2 separate regions of the Mus musculus genome follow, and region 2 is linked to region 1. The links are chromatin contacts, called in public promoter capture Hi-C maps. All regions are on one chromosome and are shown on one strand. Each heading gives the region's core, a stretch centred on a gene start, on an enhancer-like site or on the middle of the called end of the contact. The rest is flanking DNA. Distances are from core to core; before and after follow the strand shown. Region 1 overlaps Gm30062 (a long non-coding RNA gene). Region 2 holds the start of Cybc1 (cytochrome b 245 chaperone 1).

Region 1 (7,645 bases), core at 1,830-4,329:
CTGCACAAGGGTGGCAACGTCCAGAGCAAGCTGAGCTCTTCCTTGTTAATCATAAACCAAGAAGATGTCCCCACAGACATGCCCACAGGTCAACGTGACAGAGGCTTCCTTTTCCCAGGGGATCTAACTTGCATCACGTTGGGAGTAACTAGCCAGTACAGCCACTGTAAAATATTTTTAAAGATGATGATGATGAGTAGGAGGAGAAAAAGAGTACTGTAGTTTTTCTTTAAGCGATATGTTCAAACATCTCCCAACAACAGAGCAAACAAATGATTCCACTCAAGTCCAGCTTACTGAACCAACGAGTCTATTGGGTTTCTTTACAGGGGTGTGGTGAGGGGTTACAGGAACACGGGTGACTGCAAAACAACTGCATCTCTGAAAAGCTCTCTGAAACTGTACCATGCGATTTCCTCATTCCTACAGCCTGCGTGCTCTCATGCACACACACACATGAACATACATACATGCCCACTGGCACACACATACACACATACATACACATGGACATATATACATGCATACGGGCGTGCACACAAACACACATGAACATACATACTCACACACACATACAGGTGTGTGTGTGTGTGGGGCTATGATGCTTAGCAGACAGTGCTCCACAACTATCACCCAACATGATATGCAGCCAGGGCAGGGAACATAGGAGGGACTGAGTGACTGAACCAATCCCTCCTTCAAGGGAACATCGATAGGCCCCATCCTGTGAGAATCCCTCATGGAATTCATAGCCTCTCTGATTAAGACGGTAATGGTGAACTTAAGAAATAACTGATAAAGTACTTGCCCTGGAAGGATGAGAACCTCAGTTCAGATCCCCAGCACCCACGTAACACCTAGCTATGGTCCTGTTCACATGTAATCCCAGCTCTGGAAAAACAGAGAGGATCCTGGGACTTGCTGGCCACTCAGTCACGCCGAGATGATGATCTCCAGGTTCTGCAAGAGACTTTACTAAAGAAGAAAAAGGGTGGTGGGTGGGTTGGCAGGACGGCTAGGGGGTAAGGGTACTCAGTATTAATCTTGGGGACCTGAGTTCCAGCCCCAGGACCCATAGGGTGGAAGAAGAGATGGCTCCCTCCTGCCCCATAAATAAATGCAATTAAAAAATTAATGGAAATAATGTGGAGTGTGAAGGGGTGTTAGAGAGAGATACAAAGGCAAGAAGGTGGAAGCAGGCGCCCTGAGTAGACAGCTTCCGGTTCGCTGGAAGACAGTAAGAGAAGGTGGGAACAGAGGGCAGGTTTCTAAACAGGACCAGCTGGGTAAAGGGGAGCACCTAGGGGGCTATAGAATACCCAGCCTAGAATGGGTTAGGACTCAGGGGCCCCCTCCCATCCAAAGGGTTTTCCTTCTTGTTACTTTTCCTTTCTTGGCAACTTGGTCTTCTGTCTTCTCTGGAAGTTCAATTACTTGTCCATGCCTGAGAAGGACCCTTCATGACCACAAGTGCCTCCCCTTCCCCGACACACACACTCACGCACCCGAGACACACAGAGAAACAGAGAGAGAGAGAGACAGAGACGGGATAGTGATTAATGGCTCTGAGGCTTAGAGGATAGTGTTCTACAGCTAACGTAAGCAGCTTCTCAGAGAACACATCCGTGAAATGGATTATGACATGGGAAAAGGCCTTTTCAAACACACAGTAACTATATTTCAAGCCTTTGATTAAAACAGAAAAAAAAATCTAGTTAGTATTTTGAAATCTCCTAGATTTCTGTATTGCAAATAGAATTGCTGTAGGGATCCGCTTGGCACAATTACAGCCATCTTGGGCACAATTGCAGTCTTGTGCTGCAGGCATCCTTGGCACACACCACAGAGCCTACCAGACAAATGAAGTCTTTTAGACGGTCCAATGTGGTGTGCCAGCCACCGATGCTGGGCTGTTTCTTAACTGACAGGGACATGTTAACAGTGAGAAAGACCAGGTACATCCAGGGACTGCGGCTCACGGTTACCTAACTGAGCATAACTTGCTTCTGTTTCAGGTACAGGAAGTGACTAGTCTTGCCGAGTTGCTCTTCTGCCTGTGAATTCTTGCTAAAGCATGCCTATGCAACCCTTGGCTCTGCATCTCCTTATGTCTCACAGCATCTTCCATCTTCGGTGGAACCCCAGCCCACAGGAAGCTAAGGCCTGAGGATCAGGAGTTCAAGGCCAGCCAGGTACATATCAAGTGAAATTCCAGCCTGGGTTACTGGGATGATATCAAACTTAACAAAGGTGGGTGTAGTGACACACAGCTCTATCCTGGTGCTTGTGAGGTGCAGGCAGGAGGATCATAGGTTCAAAGTTATCCTTGGCTACATAGTGAAAATCGAAGCCAGCCTGGGCTACAGACAAATAAAAACAGACCACAAAACAAAAGATAGCATTTGGCCCTGGTAACTCTGTGTCCACCTTTCAGCCAGGTGGTTTAAGGCAGATTGCAGGGAGGGCACCTAAAGCTTGAGGAGAAAGGCTGTTTTATGTATGTTTACTGGAACCTTAGTTCAGGTGGGCCACTTAAAATGTTTCATCTGAGTGGGTGAGCGGTACAATGCGATGAAAAGGAACTTGGAGTCCCCAGGATACTGGAAGCCCGAGTTCCAGTTCTGCAACCCAGAACAAGTGAAATGTTCCGTGAAAATTTTATGTTCTGGTTTCCATGTGAATATGAAACAGTAACACATGTGAGGTTTTTCTCTACCCCATACTTGAATTTCTGATTTCCCTCTTCTTAGCCAACATTGCCCTACACTCCCCCACACTCTCCATACCCTCCTCTCAGACTCCTTATTCTTCCTCCATGTCACCTTGTGGTGGTTCTGCAGTGGGGATGGGTGTCTCACGATTTTAATCCTTACAGGTCTTCCCGAGTACAGACACAAAGAGAAGCTCGGGTCACTCAGAAGTGGAAGGAAACACGCCCTAGCGTGACTAGTGCAGATGGGATCTAAGTGTTCAACTCACACAGGACTTTTGTCATTCCGTTCCCGGGAGTATTACTGCAGCATCGCTTTCGCTTGTTCCCAGCTGAGTTCGTCATGACGTAATCGTAGGAATCCGAGGAAGTGCGCGCGTCTCCAGGAAGCGAGAGTGACGCCACAGTCTGGCATCTTGCAGTCTTCCCACTGCTCTGCCTGGACATTTTGTGGAGAATATCCCAGAATCTTGCGTTTGCCACCTCTAGTGGAGAAGCAGATAGGTCACAGGGAGCTGAATGCAGGAGGCAGCGCCAAGGCTCCCACCACCAGGAAGAACCGCCTCCAGATGGTTCCCGGACCAAAGTGAGCAATCACCTGTCATCGCCTGTGGGAAGACGTCAGCAGGCAATGCTTGCCAACAGCACCTGGACCATCTCTGCTAGCTGACAAGACCTAACCAACCTTCTTTTATCTTTCATGACGTCTGTGCTTCCAAACTTACTAGATACAAATGCGAGGCGTTTTCTAAGTTTAAATTCTCACTCAAATCCCTATTAAAATTTTCCCCTGTGCTTATGTTTTTCCTTTTGTAAAACATTCAGATTCTGTCTTAGAATAGAAAACAAAACAAAACCCAACACTACACAAACGGGGCATGGTTTTGCATTTGCTGGCACACTGAATGAAAACAGCTCTCAGAAACCAGGATGGAGCTGGGATAGACGCCTCTAGGGTCCTTCAGCTTCCTACACAGGGCATCTAGCTAGACGCCCTTAACTGTTAGTGAGTGAGCAGAGACTAAGTAGAGGTGTCTGTGGATTTGGAACAGCTTAGAAAGTAGCTGAGATCTTGCAGGGCCGGGCAGCAGGAAATTAGTGTTTACTGGGACAAAGCCATCTGCCTAGGGAAGACATTCTTCAGTGGACGTGACACTGCATACTGCCCTGCACAGGCTGGCCTTAAACTTACCGTGTAGCTGAGGATCTCCCTGCATGTCTTATTTCTCTGCTTCTACCTCCCAAGTCCTGGGATTACAGGCACAAACCACCACATACAGCGTCCCCTAAACTTTTCTGGTTCCCTCTGATTGCCAGAGGCAGCAGGAATGCAGCCCAGCACTGCGGAGGGCAGTCGGAGGAGAGCCCAACTAAGGACCTCCACTTGGATAAAGCCAGATCCGTGACTGCATCCTAGGAAAGACATTCAGACAAGCCGATGTGAAATAAAGTTAGTGGGTTACTAAGTAAAGCTAATGGATGATAAATACTTATATTTACCAGGATGGACACTATTCAGCTGGAATGGAACATGGTGACCAGGTTGTTTGGTTGCTGTGGGGCATTTTAAGACTCATGAGAAATGAAACATTGCTTAAGGGCCGCCTTGGAGGGTGTTCTCTATGGTGTGATGCAGGCGTTGTTGTCACCAGGGAGTCAGGATGGCCGTGGAGATGGAGGAGCAGCTGGAGGCCTGTGCTTCCTGTGGCCTGGACAGAGAAGAGGAAGCATCCATATGTGATCCAGGAGACAGAGGCTAAAGAATGCCTCGGCCCTCCAGGCTGGTCTCAGAGCTTTTCCATCAATGGCTGAGGGCCCTCCCAGCACTAGAGGGTGGTCCAGGTTGGCCTCAAACTTCTGCAAAGATCTCTATGAAGAGATGGACTCTCCAAATTTCAGTCAGCCCTTTAGAGTCGGTAATGAAGAAACACACAGAAAGATAGAAACAGACAGACAGACACACACACACTCATAGAGAGAAAGGCAGAGAGACAGGGAGATATAGACACACAGAGAGACATAGAGAGAGAAACAGAGAAAGATGAAGAGACATAGAGTTATAGACACACACACACAGAGACAGAGACACAGAGATACAGACAGAGAAACACAGACATGCAGAGAGACAGAGAGATAGACACAGAGAGACAGAGAGATAAACACACAGAGACAAAGAGAGACAGAGACACAGAGAGAAGGGGAAGGAAAGGAAGGAACAAAGAGATACAGACACACACAGAGAGACTGAGATACAGACACACACATACAAAGAGAGAGACAGAGAGATAAAGACACACACACACACAGACTGAGATACAAACACACACATACAAAGACAGAGAGACAGAGAGATAAAGACACACACATACACACACACACACAGAGAGAGAGAGAGAGAGATCCTCATTGGCTTACTATAAATATATGAGCAGACAGGGATAAATGGGACAGGGAAGACTACCTGGTCCCTCCCAGCCACACTTTCTGTTAGTGATCAGGCAGTCACACTGGCCTGCTCTCAGGGACTTAGCAGCAGCTTCTGCTGTCAGGTGCACCAGGCACATGCTGTGCATAAAAGTGCCTCCGGTCACCCCAGATATCTCTCTCTCTGTCTCTGTCTCTGTCTCTTGTCTCTGTCTCTGTCTGTCTCTGTCTGTCTCTGTCTCTCTCTCTCGTTTCTCATGTCTCCTCTGTGTCTCCTGTTCACTCTCTGTCTCCCTGTCTGCTTGTTGGCCTGTCTGCCTCTATTTCTCCCTCACGTGCCCACTTTGAGACAGCTTTTTGCTCTCCCCTCCCTCAGTAAACCTTACACTAGATCTGTTGCCTGGTGTAATCTCTAGGGACACCCCTTGGCATGGGCCTGTCAAAGGTACCCCGCTCCTCTTCACATTTTAGCTTTAGCTTATCACTTTCCCTTCCAAAACAACAACTCCTCCTGGGTCCCTGGAGACAATGCTTCCTTCAGACAAGCACAGATGGGTATCCTTCTTTCATGAGACATCTTTATCTGTGTTGTCCAAATGGGCCTAAGTGATGGCCATCTCCTGCTTCCTTGACACTCATCCAGCTTCATTCTCTTTCCCGCTCTTCTTCCCTAGTGGGGAAAGTGAGGTGTGCAGGGTGGACCAAGGGAACTGTGTTGGTAGAGGTGAGAAGGGTCACTCCCCTTTCTATTAACAAGGAAACTCTCAGGGCACAGACTCAGCCCAGCCCTTCCACAGAAAGGTGGTCCTATCTGAGCATGCTGTCCTCACTTCTGCTCTGTCTGGCCACCAGAGGGCAGACAGCCCTTCTTAGAACTGCGACTGGCCTTGGACTCTGCCTCTCTGTGCTAGAGTCCTCTGGTCTGCCCCTGCCCAAACCTAAGTGCCAGCCTTTTCCAGGACATTCCCTACCTCCAGGGCTAAGTTTCTAAATGGTTCCTAGAGCGTGCTATACTGGCATCAAGACAGAATGGTCCCAGTGTCCCCAGGGTGGTGGGACCACTCAGTGATCATGTTGAGAAACCTTCCTGGAACAGCAAAAGGACAGCAAAAGCCTCGACTGATCCTGGATAAGGGCAGGTGGGGCATATCTGGAGGATTCCTGATCAGGGAAGGAGAGGGGAAGAAGGGGGGAGGGGAAGGGGGAGGGAAAGAGACTGCCTGCTTGGACATTGTAGAAGGAGGGTCCACAGGGGGTCGTGGACCATGGTGCCATGTGAAATACTAGTGTGAGATACTCTTCCTCAGTCTCCTAGAGCTAGGCTCAGCCTCAGGCTCAGGTGGGTGGTACCAGGGTACTGAGCAGAGGTTTGAGATTTCTGCAGATAGGATGGGCAGGAGAGAATCATGAGAAAAATCTACAGATTCTTAGGGAAGATAGCATGACTCATGTCAGACATAAAAAAACAAGGCTCCCTAGGAGGAGGAAGACTTTCCAGCTCAGATATCAGGGCCAGCTGAAACAGACAAGTCCGGGGGGCAAAGGGACACCTGACCTGGAAGTGGAATGGACACTGAGAGAAGCTCAGGGAGGTGTCAATGCTTATGAGATGTCCCAGGATACACATGGTGTCCTGGGAAATGGGAGGAGGGAGATGGCTCTACTCCTAAGTGCCTGTCTTTCAATGTCTTGGGGGATGACCTGACTGGGGCCATGTCCTAGGTCAGTCTCAGTGAGACTGAGGAGAGTCAGTGTGTCCCTGGGGTTCCAGGGCAGGTGGTGGCAGATGCAGAAAAAAGGGTAACTATCGGGGCTCCCTACTTTTTTCTAAACCCCCCTTTCCTAGTCTCTTATGCCCCACAAGTAGTGGATTGCTTTTGGCAGCAGATATGGAGCCAGGAAGAGGAAACTTGACTGAGGTCCCATCCAGACTTGGCCTGGTCTTTTGTGAGGCCCCCCTCCCAGGTGTGAAAGGCTAAGATGGCCTTTGAGCATTTGTGGCTGAGAGTCTGAGGTCTGTGGTCCCTGCAAAGAGAGAAGGGATAGAGTAAGAGGTGGGGAAAGAGGTGAGCGGGGGTGTGGGGGGGGGGAGTGTTCTGGGGACAAAGGTCAGTTCAGGGTGTGCTGGCCATGGCTCTGACCTTTTCATGGTTCCCCACACTTGAGTGAGAATTTGGGGCCCCCTCTCTGGATGTGTTCAAAAGACAAGGACCAGGGCCCTGAAAATTGGGTCTGGAAACCACCTGGCTCTTGGTGGGTCTTGGGCTTGGTCTCTTGCTGTCCCTGTGACCTGTAACACACTGATAGGTCGGTTCTTCATGGGCTCAGGGCATCTGAGATCTTCATGCTGAGCCTGGGGGAGGGGCTTGTAGGGGGAAACTATCCCCTCACTAATGATTTATGAGAACCAGGATGTAGCTCTCTCACCCCAGTTGTTTCTTGTGTTTTTCTCAGTGGTCTGTGGAGGACCTTGTACTCTGACTTGGGCGCCATCACAGGCCCATAGGGGAG
Region 2 (7,645 bases), core at 3,371-5,870, 210 kb after region 1:
CACCACTGGGGACAGAAGGGTTTGCTGATGAGCAGTCCACCCTATGCTCTCACCCTATGCTGTGCGCAGGACAACCCGCTGAATAGTAGGAGGAGCATTGGTGACAAAAGCATTGGCTCGTCCACATTCAGGACGATGGACCCAGAATAACTTGTGGATAAGGATGCTCAGGAGAGCCCGACAGCTGCAGTTCCAGGCAGATGCTGGCTTTCCTGAGCAGTCCTACAACAGGGATGGATCCCTAAGCCCAAGCTGCCATCTTCATGATATCCTCTTTGCCTGATTTTACCTAAGGCTGGAAAACCTGTCTGGCTCCAGTGGGATAGCTCTGCCAGTTAGTTCTGTGTACAGAAAAACCATTGCTTAACTAATGCATGGCTGATACTGCATTCCCAAGAGCCACTGGGAAACCTATCTCATCTCACTGTCACAGTGACATGAGGGATGGCCATGGGGCTTGGAGCCTGTGGGGACTGGCTCTCAGATGAGCCAGGCTTCCAACAAGCTGCCTAAGGGGAAGTTCAACTCACACCCCACAAACCAGCTCTGGTCTTCATCTATGCCACTTTCAGCTATACACTGCCAGCACTCCACATAAGCTAGAGACCTGAACGCCTCGTAGCTTAACTCTTCATGTTAAAAGCCTACTAAGAGGCCTGTGCATGCACACACAGTTTACTTCCATGTTTGTAATGCACAATAGCTGGGCTGGATACATAAGGAAGAGACCTATGAGAACCTGATACCTCACAACAAGGCTACCTTCCAAACCCAGAGGTCCAAGGGTTGCAGGGTTCCTCTGACCATCTCACTGCAGGACTAGCAAAGCTGACAACCAGGTACAGGATAATCGACAAAGGCCAAGTGGTTCCTGAAGACTAGGATGGCTCCTTGCTAGTCTACCTGGCACAGTAACCTCTTGTCACCCTCACCCAACTAGGAGCTGCCAAGGAGTTTCCATTCTTCCTGACAGGCTAAGTCCTTAAGTATGCAAAATATCTGCCTGGATCTATCCCTGCAAGCCAGGATATGTCTGAGGACCCTCATTCCTTGAGCAGTTGGACTTGAACCCAAGCCATCCAGGCCTCACCAAGCTGTAGGTCCCCACGTCTTACCTTGATCGTGGCCCGCTCTGAGAAGAGTCAGCAGCTTCTTGTAGAGGCTGAATGTTTTTAAGATGACCTTCCCAGTGTTCTTGTTGAAAATGGCCTCCTGCAAACCAATATATGCTAAGCACACAGAACTCCAGGGAGAGGACGGAGCTTATGCTGAGGTATTAGCCCCACCCACACTGGTACAAATACGCAATTTGCCCAGGTGGAAATCCAAAGTCTCCAGGACTCTTCCAGAGGTACCTTCTGTGCCTAACCTCTTGTACTCCTTGTGAGTAAGGGACACATGAGAGAAAGCAGATAGAATGGGTGCTCTTCTCTCTTCCTGAGAGCAAGACCAGCCTGGGGAATCTTGCCCAGCAGGTATGAGGCCCCAGGTTCAACCCTAAGTACTGGGTAAATAAAAGAACAAAAGGACAGGATGGTAATGAGGCCATTAAGCAAAAAGCAGAAGCCCAGGCCAGGCAGCTTCAAGAATTCTGAGAAGTCCAAGACTAAGGGAAGGGGGCATCCCCAAAAGGTACCACCTGACTTTCCCCAGGCTCAGATTCCTGTCTGCCATTGTTAGGTGTACAGTGAGGACCTGGGTGGTCAGAGGAAGCCCCAAACCCCTGAACTTCAAAATGTTCTCACAGGTCCCTGCCCTGTGGAACCAGCCCAGCCAAGGGACATACAGACTTGTTGTAACAACCCGGGGGGGGGGGGGGCGCTACTGTGCGCCAAGTGGGGTGTTTTATGCCCATCAGAAGGTTGAGGCAATTGGCTTTCTTTTGAGTTTGAGGCAAGCCTGCAACATAACAAAACACACTACATAGAACCTTAGTGAAAACTGTTGTGAGTAGCTTTTCTAGAAAAGTCCAGAGATGTTTACAAGCAAAATCAAGGGAAGGGCTGAGTCCAGGTAACTGAATGCCTCTGAGCTGGGGCAGGTGCTTCTGAACGGGAAGGGTCCTACTGTTCCATCTTACCTCCCAGTCTTCCAAGTTCTGTACAGCCACAAATAGGCAGCCTGTGACATAGAAGAGCTTCCAGCCCAGACTATCTGCAAGCAGACAGTATATCAGCTCATTAGCTCAGGAGCCAAGGTGATGTCCATAGGTGGTCCTTCCCAGCCCAACCTTTCTTTTGGCTCAGATTAGAGGCTTAGGTAATGTGCTTCTGTCACCGGAGCTACTTAAGCCCCAAACTCTGCCTAATTCCACCTAGAGGATGGGTAGATCGATACAGCCTTGCCATGGAGATGGGACACATCCTCCCTGCAAGGTGACAGGCAAATGCTAAAGAGCTTTACAAGAGGACTTTGTAACACAGTAAGAGATTTAAGATACAAGACATGGCCTGGGATCATCTCCCACACAAGGCCACCCCAAAGCCACACACACCAAGACTGCTTTTTGTTCATTTCCAAGTGCAAGGAAGCTGAAGGGGAGAACATACTTTACCTCCACTGTAATAGGCAGCAGCCAGGCCAGTGGATAATATTCCTGTAGAGAGAGGGAGAGAGTACCTTGTTAACTAGCCAAGGGAAGACCCATTTCTTCACAGTGCTATAGCTGTCTCATGGTAGCACAGCTTGTTCAGGGGCAACAGGTAGAGGCTACCTAGTACAGAGTTGGTGAGCCAGCTAAGATGTTTGTTTCAAAACGGAGGAGAAGGGGACTGGAAAAGAGGGCTTACTGATTAAGAGTATATACTACTTTTGCAGAGGACCCAGTTCAGTACTCAGCACCAGCACCCATGTCAGGCCATCGCAACCTCATGCAACTTCAGCTCCAAGAGAGCTAATGCTCTTCTGGATTCCACAGGCACCTATACGTACCTGCATAGAACCCCCATATAGATACACACATAGTTTAAAAATAAAATTAAATAAAAAGCAAGATATCCCATCATGGCATTCACCAGACTTGTCTGCAAACAAATGACAAACGCACAAATGACCCTGAGGTAGGTATTGCTTACATGGGATGAGGGATGAAGACTACTTACAGAATTATAACAACACCCGAGCATAACATGCAGAAAAGCATGTGTATATCATAAGGACAGACTGCAGAGATGCTGCTGAAGCCACAGCTAGTGCCTCACCTCAGACTGTACAGCCCAGCCAACACAAGTGCACCTGTCCCTGAGATACAAGAGCCTTCTGACAGGCAGCGATGGAGGAAGAGGCTAAGTGCGCTTATGAAGAGGTCTGAGCCAGGGAAGAGGAAAGATGGGAACCCATGATCACCTGTCACACAGAAGGAAAACTATAGTGACCTCATAAAAAGCAGATAGGCTGGGAGGGCATCTCAGTGTTAAAGAAGTGTGCCCAGCTTGCAAGGCAGGGAGGGTATCTCAGTGTTAGAGTGTGCCTAGCATGCAAGGGGGTCGGTCCTGCATGCCATCTGAAAGAAAAGGCACCCTGAGGGTTAATGAAACATGCTTTATCAAGGCCTTGTATTGAGAACCTCTAATAGAACACAAAGAAGCTGTTTACGTCGCTTTTTAGATTGGGGGTGGGGTGGGGGGTGGGAAGCCTTACCGACCAGCAGGGACCAAGACCGGATGCCTGGAGCCCTCTTCAGATGGAGGCGGGTGCTGGTGCGTGTCTCCACCTGCATATACATTCTTGGAACCTGGGCTCTACTGCACAGCCGACCAGGCTTGGAAAAACACAACTGAAGCCTGCAACCAGTGCACATAGGCAGCACCTCATTAGTCCAGTCAGGAGGCCAGGGGAAGGTCCACAGCAGACCCCGAACACCTTTCTCTTATGAGCCCACTTAACTCACAATTATGTATGGGCATCGGGGCTACACAGCTCACAAATTTGGTGTTGGTCTGAACTCACTTCCAAGCCCCCAGTCTTGTGAACCCTTTTCTTGACTGAACTCTTATCTTTAAGTTGTTCCATTAGTAAGCCCCCTCCCCCTCCCCCGCCCCGACACACACACACACAACTCAGGCTTCCGGCACCTTACCCGAATCTTCCAGAAACAACTCTTCCCACCAAGAACGGGAAGTGAAAGTACCATCGTGTATGAGTCTCTACATTCATAAGCTGTCAGATCCCTGTTATTGACGCCAGACTACCTAACAATGGCCCAAATGCGCCGAATTAATGGGACACTGCGGCAGGACGTCTGGAGATTAACACCCAAGGCCCCAGTTCTGAGTGGCTCCTTGGATTCCCAGGGGCAATCAAGCTTCATACCCTACATCCTCAAGAATCCTAGTTAGGCACATAACTTGCCTCCCTCTGGCTTCAGTTACCAACAAGCTCCACTAGCGGCCCGTTACGCTGGCTCCTCCTCCGGAGTGCACACGCCCGGCTTCCTCAATTTGCCTTGCGCCTGGTCCAGATCCGCAAGCGATGACCCGCACAGGGCTCGGCGGGTCGGAACCCGAAAAGTTGTAGGACACGCACCTATGCGGACAACGAGGGACTTGTAGGAGAATGAGTGGGAGAGAACAGCCCCTCGAACTTCCGGACTTCTGTTCCGCAGACTTCCGGGATAAGAGCTGGGTGGGAACCTCCCAGGGGTGGAGACTGAGTGATTACGCAGTCGGGGGTTGTGCCTTTGTGCTTCACACTCCTGGGGACAGGGACAGGTAGGGCACCTGAATTTAGCCCCTTGGCCAACCAAGAAAGATGTCACTCAAGGAGGTTTCCTAGTTAAGCAGGATATGGGCGTGGTTTAGAAGCCTGGGGAGTGAGTGGATCTGGATTGGGTTTTTTTGTTTGTTTGTTTTTGGGGGGTTTTTTGGGTTTTCCAGACAAGGTTTCTCTGTGTAGCTCTGGCTGGCCTGGAACTCAGAGGGATCTTCATGCTTCTGCCTCCCGAATGCTGGGATTAAAGGTGTGTGCCACCGCCTCCTGGCTAGATCTGTAATTTTCAGGAAATGATAAGAGGTCATATTCACCAGATGCCTAAGGTATAGCAAACATGATCTGACTACCCGAGGTCAATCTAACAAAAGATGCACAATAAATGAAAGTGGGGACATGGCCACTCCTAGGTATTGTTGACGAGTTTCTTATTGTAAATGTGAGGGAAAGCACATATGGAAGCGTCTGGTTGAACATGTCCAGCAGAATAGAGCCATGAGAGGAAAGAGAGAGGGGCAGAGTAAGAGATGAAGAGAGGCGAGATGGAGACAAAAGACCAAGAGGGCAGACAGCACGTAGTCACGATGTCAGATGTCAGCACGTAGTCACGATGTCTGGGTTTTATAGGCAAAGAGAAGTTGGAGGGAAGGGAAGGGAAGGGGAGGGGAGTTGAGGGGAGGGAAGGGAAGGGAAGGCAGGGGCTTGGGCAGGGTTAGAGAGGTCTAGGGTAGTGGGCAAGAGCTGAGGAGTCAGGACTCTGTAACAGGTACTTGCTGAGAGCATGGCCATCATCTACTTTGATGGTCAATAGGCACCTCAGTTAGCCATTTGTCCCCGGTTTCTTTCAGACCTAACACACAATAACTAGTGACGTAAAACCTGGATCACATGTTCCTATTTTGTAGTTTGCCTCCAACATACCTACGATGATCTGTGGGTGCTAGGACGGCATGCTGGAGCAGAGATTTCCATTACTTTACCGTTCTCTTTAGATCTACTTGTTATGGGATTCCTAATTTTATAATGACTTTATAAAAGTACACAGCATGACCCTTGAAGTTTTGTCAATTTATAGTTACAGTATATACTGAGAAAACTGGATGAGGCAGTCTCTCTCTAATATTTACTTATTTATTTTATGTATAGGAATACACTGTAGCTGTCTTCAGACACACCAGAAGAGGGCATCAGATCCCATTGCAAATGGTTGTGAGCCACCATGTGGTTGCTGGGAATTGAACCTCAGGACCTCTGGGAAAGTAGCTAGTACTCTTTACTATTGAGCCAACTCTCGATCCCTGTTTTTTGTTGTTTTTGCTTGTCTGTATGATGTGCGTGTGTGAGTGTGTGCATGTATTTCTGGTTGGCCTGGAACTCTGGGATCTGGCCCAATCTGTCTTGCGAGTGCTAGAATTAAAAGCACACGCTGCTATACTCAGTTTAAAGCTGGATTTATTCTCTTTTTTTTTCTTTTTTTCTCTTTCTCTTTATCTCTCCCTCTCCTTTTTTTTTTTTTTTTTTTCAAAACCTGGCTGTCCTGGAACTCACTCTGTAGACCAGGCTAGCTTCAAATACACAGAGATCTACCTGCCTCTGTCTCTTGAGTGCTGGGAACTGCCCAGTTTAAGAAGAGGCTTTTATTTATAGACTGGCACCAGGTCTACACCCAGGACTCGGAATTCCTGAATGCAGTCCCCAGTCACCTCAGTCAGGGGTTTATAAAGGCAAAAACCACAAGTTACATTCTGTGCTAGTACAAGCAGAAGGTCCTCTTATGCAAAACAAGCTTTATTTACCGAAGCAGAAACAGAAATTTAAAAAGTAACCTTTAACAGCCCTTAACATTTGGAAGTCTAATTTTGCTTTGCAGTTCTCAAAAAGCCCAGAGATTTTAAACTGTAAACATAACATTAGCGTTAGCCATGAACATAATGTTAGCCATGACTGTGCTGTGTGCCGAGATTACAGCTTGAATGGTACCTCCATCGTGAGTCAGTTGTGCTAAGGCCTGGGGCCCTGTTACACTAGAACTCACTATGTAGACCAGGCAGGCCTCCAACTCAGAGTCCTCCTGCCTCTGCCTCTTAGGTGCTGGGATTAAAGGTGTGTGTCACTATATCTAGCTGCTTTTAGTTAATTTTTAAAAAACACTTAACTTTGGAGATCACACAGTCTAGCAATAATTTATTTCCCCTAATAGGTTTGTTGTAGGTGACACCTCTGCCTGTACCTGTAGGCCAAAAGATCCAAGCCGACTTCTGGGTTTGAAAACTCTATCAAACCCCACCAATTCCTGAGCATGAAAACCACTAATCCCTAAACTAGAAATCCCACCAATCCCTGGGCTTGAACTGAAACCTCACCAATCCCCACCCTGGAAATCTCCACCCTGGAAAGCTCTGGCACAGCCACATCGACTGGAAACAGTGACAGTCACAAAGCCAGCACAGCTGCTTGACACAGTTCCTGCTGAGCTGAGCTGAGCTGAATGCTGTGATCACTGCCATTCTGTCACCTTTGAGGCTTGGTCTCTGTGTGCTGCATCCTTGGGGACTTTCTGCATTATGATTCACTTTGTGTCTTTTCCTGAGAAAAATTATATTCCAGTCTCTCTTAGGAAAATTCTAAAATTAACCTTATCTGGCTGTATGCGTAAGCCTTCCTTATGCTCTGGAGACCATTAAAACACAGATAAACACATAATTAGATAAGACCATTACTGCAGGAAACTTCTTGGTGTATCACCCCCTGAGCTAACTCAAACAGTGTAATTGGTGCAGGGTAAACCGAGACAACTGACAAACTCTGACTGGCCAGGAGAATAGGTTACATTCAAGGCCTCCCTTTACAGTATGCTTAGAGCTTTCTGAAAATGAAGTTTAAAGATAGGGGGTTGTACAGGATACACCCTTGGAGGAATAGAACTAACTCAGTAAGT

Evidence for each region. Promoter capture Hi-C pulls out the DNA fragments that hold promoters and counts their contacts.
Region 2: a promoter capture Hi-C map of hippocampal neurons shows a contact between it and region 1, with 2.3 times the contacts expected there. The contact joins the promoter of Cybc1 here to the enhancer-like site in region 1. A contact is called at or near these places in 3 of 39 promoter capture datasets (the 3T3-L1 cell line, 3T3-L1-derived adipocytes and hippocampal neurons), 1 of 15 datasets of contacts at CTCF or cohesin (the NIH/3T3 cell line), 2 of 115 datasets of contacts at active chromatin or transcription factors (the SCID.adh cell line and memory CD8 T cells) and 1 of 9 other capture datasets (adipose tissue).

What each region holds. Positions count from the first base shown.
Region 1 is chr11:121,011,917-121,019,561 of GRCm38.p6, forward strand. It overlaps Gm30062 (a long non-coding RNA gene), which reads left to right. Exons shown (of 3, transcript XR_003949840.1): 2 at 2,016-2,192; 3 at 2,876-3,505. Among named protein-coding and RNA genes, the nearest start is that of Gm30062, 6.3 kb to the left of the region's middle. Within about 2 kb of position 3,080, at least 69 of the 459 cell types and tissues checked have an H3K27ac peak or open chromatin away from gene starts, as enhancers often do. A contact at or near this core is called in adipose tissue and hippocampal neurons, where this site is marked.
Region 2 is chr11:121,224,689-121,232,333 of GRCm38.p6, forward strand. It overlaps Cybc1 (cytochrome b 245 chaperone 1), which reads right to left and starts at 4,621. Exons shown (of 7, transcript NM_144832.2): 1 at 4,351-4,621; 2 at 3,640-3,782; 3 at 2,555-2,596; 4 at 2,081-2,154; 5 at 1,116-1,212; 6 at 1-5. The coding sequence starts at 3,724.